2 separate regions of the Zea mays genome follow, and region 2 is linked to region 1. The links are chromatin contacts, called in public Hi-C maps. All regions are on one chromosome and are shown on one strand. The core of a region is the stretch at or near the end of the contact, and the rest is flanking DNA. Distances in the headings are between cores, read along the strand shown.

The links. A called contact is a pair of places that touch in the nucleus more often than the background predicts.
Region 2: a contact with region 1 is called in a Hi-C map of bundle sheath, with 5 times the contacts expected there. The contact joins the promoter of LOC103629700 here to the enhancer-like site in region 1. A contact is called at or near these places in 5 of 25 Hi-C or Micro-C datasets (bundle sheath, endosperm, leaf and 1 more).

Annotation. Positions count from the first base shown.
Region 1 is chr6:106,178,323-106,181,047 of Zm-B73-REFERENCE-NAM-5.0, forward strand. No RefSeq gene overlaps it. Among protein-coding and RNA genes, the nearest start is that of LOC103629700, 44 kb to the right of the region's middle. Within about 2 kb of position 1,404, at least 18 of the 20 cell types and tissues checked have an H3K27ac peak or open chromatin away from gene starts, as enhancers often do. A contact at or near this core is called in bundle sheath, leaf and leaf mesophyll, where this site is marked.
Region 2 is chr6:106,222,258-106,224,982 of Zm-B73-REFERENCE-NAM-5.0, forward strand. It overlaps LOC103629700 (WRKY transcription factor WRKY28), which reads left to right and starts at 1,325. Exons shown (of 2, transcript XM_008650811.2): 1 at 1,325-2,308; 2 at 2,472-2,725. The coding sequence starts at 1,325.

The DNA.
Region 1 (2,725 bases), core at 154-2,653:
TTACTCCAGTATATATGGCCGTGAGCTACTAAATCCTAATACATCTATTCTATATCACATATAAAAAAACCCCGAATGAAGTTATCCTTTGAGTCCTTCTACCCATCTACTATCAGCTATTTACACGTAATTAAATGAAACACACGTGTCCGCTGCTCGTAGAGGGACGAGGCTTTTCTCTTCAGGTATACAATGGTGGTCGATGGAAGCTTATCCAGTTCGGAAAGCTGCTTACAATAAATAAGTGGCAGGCTATTTTTAAATTGCTATGATTCGATGATGGCATATATACCTACACCGATATTATATATGTGTATTGTGCGCTTGAACTTCCGTCAGATTCTGTTGAGAAGCAGATCACACGAACGTCCATGTGACACACAACCTATTATTCGATATATAAAAAATCGATGTGCAAATTCATTTCCATATATAACATGTTTCGGTTTGGTCTGCCTTGACTTCTTATTTGTTTTTTTTTCTTTTGGCGAATTCAATTTTATAGGCACTATTATGTTCTTGGAAAAGGATTTGGACTTGGAAAATAATATATATACATTCTCCGATCAGAAAAGTCTAATGAAACGGAAATTAATGGTAGGTAATTAACAACAGTAGTACATGATATGTATATACTAACCCTACTAGATTATTTTACATGGCAATAAAAATTGCAAAGGTAATAACCTGAAACACGGACGCCTGAATCAAAATCTGCCAGCTAGATGCATACGTACATATATTTTTTTGCTGCAAATAATAAACTTGTAATAGGTAACCGTGGACATGCCTTATTATTGTGGCACTGCGCGCATATCGCCCCGTTACATTATTACATTATGAAAATCTTTCACGCGCGGGTGGACAGGTCCAGACAGCGCTAGGTCGCGAGCCGCTACGTGTGTGTGTATATATATATATATATAATACTCCCGCGGTCGCAGTAGTACACTCGTACAGTAACTACACGTCGACGTCTCGACCGGACTAGTCACTAGTCCAGATCGGCTCCAGGCTCCCATTTATTTGCTCGTCCCTTTCAGCCTGCTTCTTCAGTACCCCCCGGCCCGCCGGTCAGTCATCAGTTACCACCGCTTGATCCTTCCTTGACAGTTGCCATACGAGACCGACGAGCATCCTTAGTTTGTTTAGGAGAGGAGGAAGAAGGACGTGGATCTCACGTCAACGACGACGACGGGCGGACGCACGAGTGGAGAAACAACCCAGGCAACTACGGCGACAGCGATGGCGTGGGGGCTCTGGAGCCATGGAGAGGCAGCTGCAGCACGCGCCAAGGACAAGGAGCAGCAGGCACCAAGCAGGCAAGCACCAAACAGGCAGCACCCCAAGCCGCCGCGGGAAAAGTGAGGGAATCGACGACACGCGGGTCGAAGTCCGTGTGAACGCACGCCCCCACTGCCCAGTCCTGCAGCTGCAGTAGTCCCACTACGTACCGACGGCGGCTGCTACACCTCCGGCCGTCGCTTTCGCCTCCCTCTTCCTGCGGCTACTCAGAAGCTAGTAGATGAGAATTGAGAAGAGAACGCCTCATAGGTAGCTGCCCTGCCAATCCATAACGACACTCCATGCAATGCATGCATGCAGCTGCACACGCATTTTTCCGTCCTCGCCTAGTCGCCTGTCGTTGTCTTCCGGCCGGCCGCAGTGTTGGTTCACTCACTGCATGTACATACAGAGTGACAATCCATGCATGCATGCATGCAGACTGCGTTTGCTGTTAGTGCCCTGCAAATTGGCCCAAGTCAGGAGTCGTGTGCGCACGTGGTCGTCGCTGATTCCTTATTTACTACTAGTACTACCTATAGTACTAGTTAGTGGTGGTCAGGTCAGTATAAATAAAACCCACGTAGTAACGGTCAGTAAGCATGTACTCCTAGTATACTAGTATTATTCTTGTTCTGCATGCACCAACCGCCAGGACCCAGGACCCACCGACCCAGGAGACTACGACTACGACTTGTCAGAGGCTGATGATCCGATCGACATCCCATCCGGTCGTCCATGCATGTAACGCAGGCGCTTGACTAATCCAGTACGTAGTACGATAATTAGTTAGCACACGAAACGTGCGTCGTCGTGCCTATAATATTGTCTAACCCCTTGAATGCGTGCAACACACCACTGTAACGCACGTTGCCTGCTAACCTTGAATTCGCACAAGTCCTCGCTACACGTTAGCTAAGGTATCTCTCTCTCCAGGTGGACCGAATAATTCCGTTTCTCCCCCCACCCCCAACTAACTGATTAGCAATCTTGTCAGTTGAGACCATATGCAATTGTAGTATACACTACAGTAAACGGAGAAACGTCCGACGGTCAAAACCGTCGGACGTAAGGAATAAACCGTCGGAAATAGATTATTTCCGACGGCAAAGCCTTATCTCCGACGGCTTTAAGCCGTCGGAGATAACTCGTCGGAAATAGTGCAATGTCCGACGGCAGCCGTCGGACATAAGCTATCTCCGACGGCTGCGTGTGCCCGTCGGAGATAACAAATCCCAACCGTTTTACCGGTCGGAATGTGGGCCCCACAAGATTAAGTCCGACGGCTACCACTAGGCCGTCGGACATAAGCATCCCTTATGTCCGACGGTAGTTAATGTCGTCGGACAAAACCATGTGTTATGTCCGACGGCTACCACTAGGCCGTCGGACATAACAAATTACAGAATTTACACAAAATTCTGTTTTTTAAAAAATCTGA
Region 2 (2,725 bases), core at 75-2,574, 44 kb after region 1:
CACTCGTGGAAGATTACAGAGACCCCGATATAGAAAGTCTGTTTTTACCACTTTATCAGGTGGCCTCGTGCCAAAATAAAAATAAATAAAAAAGCTGACGCGGATTACTAGTGTGTAGTACTAGATGTCTAGATTCCTGCGGACTTTGCGGTGCGGCGTGCCAAATGTGAAGACGGTGCTTGAGAGTTCCGTTGGGCTCATGCATGCACCACCTCTCCCAACAAAAGTTTCAGATGACAGGACGTGGCGGCTGCGGTCCAGTTCACATGTTGACGTCATGACGTGAGCACAGTCCGATACGGCTTCTCTCGTTCGTTCCAACCAAACGGCGGCGGTTAATTAGGAAACCGGCCGGCCGGATCCTGTTGACTCCGGAAACATGGATTGCTACTACTGACTGTACTGTCACGAATCATAAATTGTCTTAAGATCACTGTATATATCATATATGGCGATGAATGGATTCCTTTTAGGCTTTTACCGCACTGATAGATGATGGCCACAGCTCATTCCTTTTCAGCGGACAGACTCTAATACCGTTTCCTCGTCTTCTTTCAAAAAAAAAAAAAACCTTTCGTCGTGGAAGTGTTCCGTACTCTGGCCTGCATTGATCTGATCTTCGGATCCAAGAAACGTAGTCCCCTTTTCAGGAAAGGATCAACTGCGGTTTGTTGCCCAGCTTTACCCATTCCGTCCTGCTCTCGACCTCCGGCCGGCTAGTTGGCTAGCTGTCCCCGTGCGAAGAGATCAAGCCAACTCGTTCTTGGCAACCAACCAGCAAGGCGTCGCGCCAGGTCCAAGTCCCGCCTGCTCTGCGGCTGCGACCGCGAGTGCGTCCTCCTCGTCAATGCTGAGTCTCCTTCCGACTGCCCCTCTAGCTACTGCGTGCCGGGTCCAGGTCCAATGAACCGCGAGGCCTCTTCTTTCTTTCTTTCTTTCTTTCTTTCTTTCTTTCCTAAACACAAAAGCAAGAGAGAACCGGCCGGCCGGGCTAATTGCGTGCGTAATGAGGATTGCTCGTCAGCACGCTAATCCGGCCTCCTGCGTTCGAGTTCGAGAGTGCCAAGCCTCCCCCCACGCGTAACCGTAAGTAATCTTCTGGTGTTTTTTTTTTCGTTTGACCCTGGTGGCGACCCTGTCTTCTCGCTTCTCCCAACCGGCTGGCCTGGTCCAGTCCAGCCCCGCCACCACACTGCTGCAGTCCAGAAGATTAGTTTAAAGCGACACAATAAGGGCAGGCATAGCATAGGCCGCATCGACTCCGCTGGGATAGATGTCCTGTTAATTAATCCACGTAGTACAGTACGTATTATAATCCGGAACAATGGCCTCGTCATCACATTCACTGATCCACCCCAGCTCTTTTGATATGTTCTGTCCCCGGTCGTCCCATGATGCTTCGTCTCGTCTCCCAAGTCCCACCCAGGTCCCGGAACTAGCCGTCGCTCTCCGCCCAGCCAGCCACTCATCAGTCCAGCCTCCTTCCTCCACTGCCTATATATTTGCCTGCCCTGCTGGAGCCACGGCCCCTCTCATCCATCCATGCACAAGCGCGACTCCTCAGCTTCCTCCTCTCCTTCCTTCCTTAGCTGTCCCCCTTCCCGCCACCTCTGACCCGTTTCCTGCTCCTGATCCTGACGCACGTACGTCTGGGCTGCTGTACTACGCGATTCTCGCGGCGGCGCCCATGGACCCGTGGATCGGGCAGCCTTCCCTGAGCCTGGACCTCAACGTCGGCCTTCCGACGGCGGCGAGGCCGCCTGCGACCACCACCACCGCCGAGGTCTTGGTCGAGGAGGACTTCCTGGCCGTCAAGAAAGACCGAGAGGTGCAGGTGCAGGCGCTCGAGGCGGAGCTCCGGCGAGCCGGCGAGGAGAACAGGCGCCTCAGCGACATGCTCCGGGCGGTGGTGGCCAAGTACGCGGAGCTGCAGGGCCAGGTCAACGGCATGGCGGCGCCGGTGGTGTCCACGGCGGGCAACAGCGCCGCCGCCGCCGCCGCCAACCGCCAGTCCTCCGCGTCGTCCGACGACGGCGGCTCCGCGGCCGGCTCGCCGTCCAGGAAGCGGCCGGTCCGGAGCGACAGCCTCGACACCGCGCCCCAGCATCACAACCGCAAGCCGCCGTCGCCGTACGCGGCCGCCCCCGCCCCCGGCCCCGACCAGATGGAGTGCACGTCGGCCGCCGTCACCATCGTCGCAGCCGCCGCCGCCTACCACCACGAGCCGGCCAGGCGCATCCGGGAGGCGGAGCGCAAGCCCAAGGTGTCCCGGCGATTCGTCCACGCCGACCCCTCTGACCTCAGCCTCGTAAGTAACGGCGGATATACCCCGACTAGACAAGCCAGCTCGTCGTCGTCGTTAACCATCGCGCGGCGCCTTCCTCGCGCGCGCGCGCGTAATTAGATCGGTCAACTAGATATTATATAAGTATATAACTAACTCGTCGTCCCGCTCGCGTTCGACGAAACAGGTGGTGAAGGACGGGTACCAGTGGCGCAAGTACGGGCAGAAGGTGACCAAGGACAACCCGTGCCCGCGCGCCTACTTCCGGTGCTCGCTCGCGCCGTCGTGCCCGGTGAAGAAGAAGGTGCAGCGCAGCGCGGACGACAGCGCCGTCCTGGTGGCCACGTACGAGGGCGAGCACAACCACGCCCGCCCGCCGCAGCACGACGGCGGCGCCAAGAGGTCGTCCGCGCCGCCGGCGGGCGAGGCCGCGCGACCGCC